2 separate regions of the Mus musculus genome follow, and region 1 is linked to region 2. The links are chromatin contacts, called in public Hi-C maps. All regions are on one chromosome and are shown on one strand. Each heading gives the region's core, a stretch centred on a gene start, on an enhancer-like site or on the middle of the called end of the contact. The rest is flanking DNA. Distances are from core to core; before and after follow the strand shown.

Evidence for each region. Hi-C and Micro-C count contacts between places; a contact is called where the count stands out from the background.
Region 1: a Hi-C map of forebrain shows a contact between it and region 2, with 2.8 times the contacts expected there. The contact joins two enhancer-like sites. A contact is called at or near these places in 1 of 39 promoter capture datasets (hippocampal neurons), 9 of 484 Hi-C or Micro-C datasets (adipose-derived mesenchymal stem cells, cerebral cortex, cortical neurons and 3 more) and 1 of 115 datasets of contacts at active chromatin or transcription factors (embryonic stem cells).

What each region holds. Positions count from the first base shown.
Region 1 is chr9:60,222,575-60,228,120 of GRCm38.p6, forward strand. The region is part of intron 7 of Thsd4 (thrombospondin, type I, domain containing 4); the gene reads right to left. Among named protein-coding and RNA genes, the nearest start is that of 2010001M07Rik, 110 kb to the right of the region's middle. Within about 2 kb of position 3,802, at least 40 of the 459 cell types and tissues checked have an H3K27ac peak or open chromatin away from gene starts, as enhancers often do. A contact at or near this core is called in cortical neurons and forebrain, where this site is marked.
Region 2 is chr9:60,052,666-60,058,179 of GRCm38.p6, forward strand. It overlaps Thsd4 (thrombospondin, type I, domain containing 4), which reads right to left. Exons shown (of 18, transcript NM_001040426.3): 8 at 4,186-4,390. Among named protein-coding and RNA genes, the nearest start is that of Gm7616, 100 kb to the left of the region's middle. Within about 2 kb of position 2,481, at least 19 of the 459 cell types and tissues checked have an H3K27ac peak or open chromatin away from gene starts, as enhancers often do. A contact at or near this core is called in cortical neurons and forebrain, where this site is marked.

The DNA of each region.
Region 1 (5,546 bases), core at 2,552-5,051, 170 kb after region 2:
CCCCTTTCAGGGAACTGGGTTAGAGATGAGGGCAGTACCCCAGGGAGGACATGGAACTAAAAGTCTGGCCACAGAAGGCTCTTTGGTGGGTACAGCCTCTGAGCAGAGAGCCTCCTGGAGGTACTAACTCCTTAGTTTTGTTTAGGTGGCTGGAAAGGGGCTAGCTAGACTGGGAGGTAAGCAGAGGCCTGGTCCTTCATGGTTTCACACCTTGTCAAGAGGCAGGGATTTTAGCTTAGGGTCTGTGGGAAATGAGCACAGACCAGAGGCCAGCTGACAGCAGTGTCTGAGCCAGTCAAGCAGGATGTAACTGTGACTTTTACTCCATGGGCAGGAAGCAGAGGGCTTTAGAGAAGGATCTAGAAGAAGAAGGAGCCTCCCGGGGAGCAAAAAGAAAAGGTGGGAGAATGCCCCCGAGGGCCTGGCTTTGTGGTGCACACATCCTTCCAGGGACAGGTCCTTCAAGTCATCCTTTCAGGTCCATCCGTTCCCTGGGTCAGTGTCTGTCTCTCAAGCTTCCATCCCTGGGCCAGTGTCTGCCTCTTAAGCCTCCGTCCTCCTTTTCCTTTCCACATCTCATTAGGTGGAAAGGGAGACAAGGAGGAAGCCCTATGCTTCAGCATCTGAAGGGAGAGGTGCAGAGCTCCTCCCTGCATCCCACATGCCTGGTTCAGCCGAAGGAACCCTGACCATCACACTATCCTAAATGGGAGGCTGACAAATGCTGTGAACAGACATTCTTTTCTTTGGCAAGACTTCATTTTTATATGTATGCATGTGTATGTGCTCATGTGAGTGTACATGGGGTGCCCTTATATGTGCACATTCATGTGGAGGCCATGGGTCAATGTCAGGTGTCTCCCTATACTGCTGTCCACTTTAGTTTCTGAGACAGAGTCTCTCACGGAGCCTGGGGCTCACCAGTTGGATTAAGTGAGCTTGCCAACAAGCTCTAGGGAGCCTCTTGCCTCTGCCTCCCAGCACTGAAAGGAGAGGCAAGTGCCACCAGGCCTGGCTGTTGACAGGAGTGCTAAAGAACAGAACTCAGAACGTATGGAGCAGGCACTTTACAGGCCAAGCCATCTCCCCAGCCCCCTGAATCTTATTTTGTTGTGACAGGGCCTTTCATATTTACCTGTATCTCAGGGATCAGTGGCCTGGCTGGCGAGGCAGCCCCAGGCATTCATCTGTCTCCACAAGCATGCCGTTATAGCTTGAGTTTTTTTAAAAAACATTTGGGTCTTCATGCTTGCACAGCAAGTATCTTTACCCATTGAGGTATCTTCCTGTCCCACTCTTTGCTCTTATTTAAAAACCCATGTAAGGGAATTGAAGAGATGACTCAGTGGTTAAGAGTACTGGCTGCCCTTGCAGAGTACTGAACTTAAGTTCTTAGGCCCCAGTTCCAGGAGAGCTGACAGCAGAAACGCGCATAGTATACAGATATACATGCAGGCAAAACACAAATACACATAAAAAGAAGATATCTTTAAAACTCATATGAATTGACCTAGGCCAGTTCAGGTCTCTCTCCTCTCTAACTGATGCTGGGAAGGTTTGGAAATAAGAACCAAGCTCAGGCAAACAACCTGGGGCTGAACCTCCCTCACAGGGCAGACAGCAGACAAAACCACTGTGGAGGTTTCAGTTCTGTGGGGGTGACTCGGGTCACAGTCTGGGCAAACACAGGTCTTGAATTGAAATGCGTGTCACCCAGATTTGAAATAATGAGTCCTCTTTCATCTGGACTCATTAACTATGAAGCCAACAGGGGCAGCTAGGGAGAAAATAAGATGTAAATCTCCCAGCTAGCTCTCTAATGCAGAAAGGACTTGAATTCCCCAAAAGGTATGAGGAAGCGCCTTTCAGCCCTGCCTTTTGTCTGTCCCAGCCTGCCTCTCACAGGCGCCCTAATTAACTGTAGCACAAGAGTCCAGGCCAAGATGCAGTAGAAGTCTGTGCAGCAGAGCTCAAAGGGGGCATCTTTGTTTGTCACTATTATGCACGGAAGGGTCAATCCCAGCATGCTCCTGTGGGAGGCCTCCCTGCAGTCAATACAGGCCTTGCTTGCTTCAAAACAGAATGCAAGAAGAGATTGGTTATGTTTGAAAACGGGCAGAGACAGGCTGGTTTAGTGGCTAACAGCTAAGATGTCCTCAGTTAAATCCTAGCAAGGATGAGGGATCTGTTTTCTATCTCTAGTCATTTACCTATGGGGTGGGGGGAAAGAAACTAGTTAGTTGTCACACACAAATAGAAATTTTACTGTTTTACATATTTATACTTGCTTTATTATTAGGGCATATGAACACATACTAGAAATGCAGAGGTAGGTATGGAGGGAGCACACCTATAATCCCAGCACTTGGAAGCCAAAGGTAAGAAGATTATGAGTTCAAGTCCCACCTAGGTTCTAGAGTGAAATGCTGTCTCAAAGAGACAAGCAAACGAAATTACTCATTTTTCTCAGTAGGGACTGAGAGTTTAAAGGAAGGAGTGTTTTCATCTCTTATGCTAACTGAAGTCAAGGTTTCCAAGATCTGGAAGAACAGGGAAGTGGGTACCCTTCTTAAGCTCGCTACCCAGAGGGCACTTCTTAAGAAGGCTTGTCAACGCTTGGACAGAAACAGTGTGTGGCTCTCAAAAGTGGGGCAATGGTAGCACTGTGGTTTCTGACCTGGAGGATTAAAGCTTATGCTTCGGAAGGAAAATGTCATGTGGTAAATGGTGACAGTATCATTTGAAGACAGTGGGTGTCCCAGAGGGAACCACCCAACCCTGTATCCCCTGTGAAGAAACTGGGCAGGCGGATGAGGGATGATCCTTGTAGACCGAAGGGTTAATGCAGTACTAATGCATGGAAACTCAGACGACTTGCTAACCACAAGTCTGTCTCCTAGTCCACCACCGCCTCTTTGGATCTTTCTGACAGATAAAGATGACAGGGTGGACCATAATTCCTCTCTTTACCCACAATGATTGACTCACTGGAAGGCATGCACGATGAAAAACGAGGTCTGAGCTAGAGGAGAGAAAACCTAGGTGGAGTTGTGCAACCAAGTTGAAACCAAAACGGAGGGCACAGTCAGAGAGGGGTACTGAGACACGTGGCCAGATAGCTAGGAATGTGGGAGGAGCCCAAGCTGAAAGGGCTTTCATTGAAGATGGAGCCAAGCTCCAAGATGGCTCATCCCAGACTCACATTTGGACAGTGTGGGGGAGCTGGGCAGGGTGTGCTCAAAAGCACTGGTATAGACTGGACATACCTCGCACACGACCTTGCATGTGTGATAAACTGTTAGGTGAAGATTTCTGAGAAAAGTCCATGACCCTGAGGTTGGAACCATGGTAGCGAGGAAGAAGTTAAAAGGTGAGGCAGGGTCGCCAGAGGAATAACTGACGGGGAGTTTGCAGCCTGGGCAGCACACCTGACTTATGAGGCCTACAAACAGTGAGATAAGTCCTAGAGTCTGAGGACGAGTCATCCAACAGATCTACCTTTATGAACCCAGAATTCTCCTCCTTTCGGGGCTAGGGGACTCTAACAGAGAAGACAATTCCCAGCTTGCCCTAGCCCTTTTCTTCCTCCGGAGCAAGAAGCAGGTCACGACAACTGACAACTGTGAATGTCAGAGACCCAGAATGTATTGATTAATCAAGGCATTTGGCAAAGCCTCTCAGGAAATTCTTGTGGACAAGATGGAGAAATGCAGACCAGATGACAGTATAATTTGGGCGACTCGGAGTTGGCGGAAAACCTGTTCTCCAAGAGTGCTGAAGGAAGAGGAGAGCGAGGCAGCCTGGGGCCCTGCCAGAAGGCGCTGTTCCTGCGTTAGCCTCCTCCTCATCACAGAGAACAAACACCGAAAGCCAATGCTGATCAAGAGCACGGAGGACACGAAGCCGGGAGCGGTAACTCACACGATGAAATCAGGATTGAAGAGCTAGCAAATATCAGATGAGCTCAACAGGCTGGAACAAGGAGCTGGACCAAAGAAAGGTTTGGATAAGGATGAATGTGAAGTCTTTAATTTAGGTTCAAAGAAAGCAATTACATGCATATCGACTCGGGAAGTCCTGATCTGCCAACAGTCCCCTTCTACAAACAGATATTAGTTCATCACAGCCAAAGATAATCCGGCAGTCTGATATGGCTGTAAAAGGAAGCCAGTGGAATCTTTGGGTTTAACAATAGAAATGTAATAACAGAAATAAATGGGTTTTGAAGGACAGTTTCGCTTGCTCCACTCCGTTCTTTTCAGACATCTGGCCTGGCACGGCCCCTTGCCAATAGACAGCATTCAGCAAATACTTGCCTTGCAAATGAATGGATAACACACTTTCAGATGGATCTCAATGTGAAAGGGATTTGGAGAGTGTCCTAGGAAGAGAAGCCTGAACAAACATGGAATGTACAGCCTGGAGCAAACCAAGGAGACCCCCATGAGAGGAGGTTTCAAATATTTGAAGGAATATCAAATCTGGTTTTGTTCCAGGGGAGAAAATCTCAAGGATCAATGGTCAGAAGATACACAAAGCTAAAGGTTGGCTCCAGTAAACAGGGAAAATTGTTTGTAGCTGGGTTTAGTAACACATGTTGATAAACCGAGCCGCTGGTGGCTGAGAAGGGAGATGAGTAGAAAGGTTACAAGTTCAAGTCCAGCCTGGGCTATGTACTGAGCTGGAAGCCAGTCTGTACTACATAGCAAGATGCTGTCTCAAAATATCCATTGCCCCCTTATAAAAGAAAGAAAAATATAAAGAAGTGATAGTAATGTGTCTTCTTATTGAAAGGACTAAAACAGAAAGTGGCCAGCCATGGTCATGCCTTTAGAGTTTGGGAACACATACACTGGAAGCCAGCCTGGACGGTCTCTACAAAAGATATGATTTTCAGGGCTTGGGAGATAGACAACACAGCAAAGCGCTTGAGGACCTTAGTGTGATCCTTAGCACCTATATTTAACAAGCCAGGGTGGCACTGCGAACTTGCAATCCTACTGTAAGGTGGATTGCCGGGGTTTGCTTGCCAAACAGCAGAGTCCATGTGGTGAGTTCCAAGCCAGTGAGAGATCTTGTCTCAACAAGCAATGTGGCTGGCACCTGAAAAACAACCCCTGAGTCATCCTCTGTCCTGCACATGTGTGCAGTCCCTCCTCCCCACACACTTGCATTAGTGTGTGTGCATGCATGTGTAACACACACATACACACACACACACACACACACACACGAATGTGTGCACACACAAAGAGAAGTGATCTTACAATGCTCTGTCGTTTTGCTCCTTCAGTTCCAAATAAACTCCTGGCTCACTGGAGAGCTCTGTGCCAGGCAATCTTGGCCGTGGACTTCAGAGCAGCTGCTAACAAAGAAAACTGGCTCCCATGCCAGGATGCGAACTCAGAGTGGTAACCTGAGTTCTGAATGAGGCCGAGTTCTGATTTATTTGTTTAACTTTCCTCAACACAGACACCAGTGGAAGGGAGAAAGCTGACAGCAAGCTTGCAGTTCCATCAGAGCGAATGAAAACCGTGCTTAGAAGT
Region 2 (5,514 bases), core at 1,231-3,730:
CTGCAAGAGCAGTGGCTTTTAACCACAGGGGCATCTCTCCAGCCCCAGGTATTATTATTTTAAACTTTCATGAGAACATGTTTCAGTGGAACTGTATTTGTTTTTAAGATCGTATAGATCTTCAAGAACTCCTTCCAAGTCTACAGTCCATGGAGGCTGTACTTGTTGGCAGGTTGACCGCGTCCTGAACAATCAGTCTCTGCCTGCTGTGCTTTCATGTCTGATATCTGAACTGTGGCATAATGACATTAGTAAACTGAACTGACTCAACTGCGCCAAGCTTTGATATTTCAGCTAAAATAATTTTACAACATCTTATTAAGGGAGAAGCGAGTGATACAAATGGCCAGCCGTTTTAAAAACATTAGATCCGTTGTTTCTTCTTCAAATAGCAGGTCTGAGAATAAGTCACACAGAAAAGGAGAATTCAGAGCTTAACAACAGACAGCAGTTTCTAATGTCTTTCCAATTAAAACCTAGCTCTGACTAACAGGCTAAGCTTTGAAGGACACTAACAATTGCTACTATACAATTTTAATAAACATGGTGCCACTCTTGGTGTGTTCTCAGTTTTATAACCAGAAATGAGAAGAACGTGTGTCATTTCTCACGCTATGTGTGCACCATAAGTATCCCAGTTTCCTCATGGTTGCTCGCTGGAGGTGGCCTGCTCCCACAGCTCCATGGGACCAGTCTTCCTACGAGCTATGGAAAGGCAGGGGCCAGCAGGCCAGGCCTTGGTGGCAAAACTCAGAGTTAGGTTTAATGCAGTGATATGACTAATGTATTCGCTAAGGCCTGTTAGTAAACATGCCTCCTTCTTCTATTTAGGCATTTAATTTCTTGGGACTGGATTTACAGACCTTTGTGAGCCACCATGTGGGTGCTAGGAGGCTCTACTGGAGGCTGAAGCAGAAGGCTTTCAAGTCTGAGGTCAATGTGGGTTCTATAATGATATTTATCTCAAAAATTTTGCCGTTCAATTCTCATACCCTAATTTTGAAATTGCACCTCTAGTTAGTAACTCTAAATGATTTTTTTTTTAAATGGAATTTTTAAAAAGTTAACTATGGTCTGGAGAGATGGCTCAGTGGTTAAGAGCACTGGCTGTTAATGGAAATACTGGCCTTGGAGTTTAGAAACCGAAGCTGAGCCTGTGTACTAACGGTTGTTTGTAGAACTCAGGCAATCTTATGCAAACAGCTTTCAACAGAGGCTCCATAGAGCAGGAATTGACCAATTGAGAGGAGTTAGATAAAGAAAGCCTGGTATAAAAAAAAAAAAGACCACCCTACCCACTGCACTGCAAACTGTATGTGACCTGTGTCCCAAGTTTTAAAAGGAGAAGGGAAATTGAGAACATTCCAGGTGACATAAATGCTGTGGCTGGAAGCTTGCACTCCTCACTCCTGGAGTCTCCACCTTAAAAGCCTGCTTCTGCTTCTCTCTCCTTGCAGAGAGCATCACATAAGGATGTTATGAATGATGTCTTTCTCATGAACACATTGGTTTCTGGGCACAGTGACTTTCTGAGTCGTTCTCCCATTGACTCCTAGTCCTATGGGAAGTGGAGATTTTTTATTCTGTAATTTTGGCATATATATATATGTGCATACATGTGTGAGTACATATATGTAAATATCTGTATGCATGTTCACATGTATGGGTTGTGTGCAGATAGACAATAGAGTTAGACATTGGCCATCTCTCTCTGTTGGTCTTCACATCTTATTTACTGAGGCAGGGTCTCTTGTTGAACTTGGAACTTGGAGCTCACTGAGTGGCTAGTCTAGTCAGCTTGCCCCAGGGCTCATGTCTCAGCCTCTTGAATGAGTGCTGGGATTCAGGGTTGGATTACGGAGCTGGGACAACATGCCTACTTGGCATGATCTCCAAGGCCCCATACTTGCTTTATCCACCAAGCCATCTCCCCAGCTGGATTCCATTTTAAGCTTTATATCCTGACTAACTCTGAGACAAAAGGAAGAAAGAAGAAACCTGTGAATCACCAATAAGAAAGTGCCGGAGTCCTTCCTGAGTATATCTGTTGAGTCTTATGACAAAGTCCCATACTCTAGATGGAATGAGCCAGGCTCTGGGCTGTTTCTATTCAGATACCATGCAAATGTTCACTAAGAATATCCATTGTATGTTCAAGGAGCCTGAAACTGATTACAAAATGGGGCCACTGATAGCCAGGGAACATTTACTAAAAACAACATAAAGCTAATAAAAACTGGCATTGTTTGCCAGCGTGCTTAAACACAATCACACTTCAAATAACCCCCAAGGAACATTTTCCATTGTAAGCGGCAGGATGTGTGTGGAGATGTGATCTTGTAAAAGCATCAGAGAAAGGCGGAAACACAGAGATCATTATTTGAGATTTAAAATAACACAAACTGCTCGCAGGGAAACTAGGCTTTCTGCCACTTTGGTGGCTCCTAGATGTGCCGGAGAAAATGTAACAGTTTTCTGCTTTAATTGGGTCTGTCTCAGAGACACATCTGCCACCCTTCCTCCTCTAGACAATCAAGCCAAGTGAAGTTGGTTTGGGCTGCGTTTGAATGGGCAGGGAAGGGATGGTTACAAAGTAACTGCTGGAGAGATGGCTCAGTCAGGAAAGTGCCTGCTTTGCAAACATGAGGACCTGAGTTTGAGTCTTAGAAACCCCAAATCAAAAGCAGGTGCAATGGCTCATGCTTGTAGCCCCAGTGCCGAGGACACAGAGACAGGCAGGTCCCTGAGACTTACTAACAAATCAGTCAGTATCGATTACACTCCGAGCTCAAGAGCAAGGTGGCTACCACCTAAGGAACGATACCTGAGGCTGGCCTCTAGCTTCATAGGTATGTATAATCATGACTACACACACACACACACACACACACACACACACACACACAGACACACCACACACAGACACACACACACAGACACACCACACACACACACACAGACACACACACACACACACACACACAGACACACCACACACAGACACACACACCACATCACAAAATGAATGGTATTTCAGAAAACCAAAACCCTCTGGTGGACACTGACTGCCACATGACCAGCGGTCTAGTGGAAGAAACCTATGGGTATTATCTCACACGAGACTTCCATGCCTAGAGCTATGCACCCCCTTGGTTTGATTCCCAGTTCTGCTGCTTCCTTGCTGTGTGACTTTGGCAAGTTCTATGATCTCTGTATGTCTGTTTTATTTATAAAATGAGCCTGGGAATAGCTTGTAAGTTATAGGCTGGTTCGAGTGCTTCAGGGTTTTATACAGGAAAAGCCATAAATATATTGCCTGGCACATTATTTGTCCTAAACAAGTTCCTGTTTAACAAATAACGAAAAACAAAATGTCTATTTCTGCTATTTCTGCTCATTGGAATGTCTTGAAGAAATGATACCTTCAGCCAGACTTGGTGGCTTACGACTAGGATTCCAGCGTGTAGGAGGAAAACCAGACTGGATTATATTATGATTTTCAGGTTAGCCTAGAATACAGATCAAGACCTTTCTCAAAAAATAGAAATGGCACCCCTATAACTAACTCCTGCTTAACGGATTGGCACATGCTGATCTGCGGGAGAAACTGGTAAACGCTCACTTTTGTGACTGCTGCACAGTGGAAGGGATCCAAATGACCTAATGTCCAGAGGAAAGGCCTGGAAGGCTCTGGCCTGCAGGGAAGTGGGTAGTGCTGAGGTGACAGCTGAGGGCTCTGCTGCAGTTCAGAAGACACACAAGGGCCTGCTGCTCCAGGCAGATGAAGCAGAGAGAAGGTGAGGATTGCTTTTGCTCTGGGCCTCCATCCGGGAGGAACCATCAGCCGCTCCTGTCCCCAACCCCCAAGACTAGCAGACCTCCCTGCTTGATAAAGAGCCCCTCTCAGCTCAGAAGAGTCTGTTGCCTGATTCATGACCACATCCTTCTTGAGAGGAGTAGAGCCTGATTTAAATATATAGATCTTAACCCTTTAGTTCTTCCAAGGATCCCCCCTCCACACTTCCCCTTCATTCCAGAGGGCAGGTCAGGAAGACCCTAATGGCACTTCCTGAATGTCCTGGAATGCCTGGCCACACTGTGTTCACCTCAGCATCTTGCAACAGATTCATTAACTGCACTGACGACAGTCTCTTGTGCCTGTGTGGAGAAGATCAGTGAACTCACCTAAGTAGTTGTTGCTCTTGTGCATCTCTGTAATGTTAATTTTCGTAGCTCCTTGGGGAATCTCTACAACCCGGTGGTAGCCCAGGCTGGTGAGGGCGTGCTTGAACACTCCCGACACCACCTGGCAGCCCGTGTTATCACCTCCACACACCCCGCACTTGTCCAAGACTTTGTCAGATCCCAGGAAGTCGTCACAGCCAATGCTCTGCAAAAAGATAGAAAAGGTTTACTGGCATGGGTCAGGAGCATCCGGAAGGAAGGAGCGAGAAGGGTCGGCAGATCTAGTGCCTCAAAGTAACCTTCCTCCCTTGCTCCCAGGACTGAGGAAATGGCTCAGGATGGCAAAGAGACACTTGGTGTACAAGCATGGGGTTTTGAGTTTGGAGCCCAGAGCCCATGTAAAAAAAATCCAAGCATGGCAGTAAATGCCTAGAGTCCTAGCACGGGAAGGCTCCTGAGGTCTCCTAGTCTCTAGGCAACCAGTGAGAAACAGTTCTGTAAGAGACTCAAAGAGTAATTAACATGGAGAGGAAGAGAAGAAAATAGCTCACGTTACCCGCTGATCACCACATGCACATGCAAGTAGTATGCCCATGTACCCATATGCACATACATATACATTCTTAAAAGTTCATGCATGCCTTCATTGAACAGTTATGTCCACAGCACCTACTCTGGGCAAGAGCTTTGCATCTCAGCTACTCATAAAATGTATCCTCCAGGGGGAGGTTGGGGGCCACACAGTAAACAAGACAGATCAACTCAATAGTTCACTTGGTCGAGGTAATTGATCAGGAGAAAATGAATAGGAAGGAAGCAGGGTTTGATATTTATATAATTGGGACAGTGGAGTTGTTTTTATATCCCAGGCTCCTACCCTGGACTATAGAGGGTCATGGATGCCCCATGCTGGGAATTTCCCAAATCTCTTTGGAGCCACAGTAAATACCTCACTTAAAACTAAGGTTTGCCTCCGAGTCTGTTCTACATTGCAGATCCTACCACCATGTGACAAAGTCACCCCCCGCCCCCCAAGTGCGGTTTCCTGGCCCAGTTTCATGGGAAATAAGAGCTCAGGTCCCGAGTCTCCACTGGTGACTGTTGTTCTGGAGACCCGAGCACAGGCACATTTGTGTGTTTCTCGGAGGCCCTTCCTCAAGCGCAATGCCTAAAGCACCACCAGGCTGCACGGCAGGCAGGCTTCCAATAACAGGCTTCATCATACGGTCAACCTCAATTGTGGAAACTCTTGTCTAACTTGAATCTCATCCCTCCAATTTCATTATTCAATTTTTTCTTCTTTGTTTCCCATCAACTGTCTATGTTTCT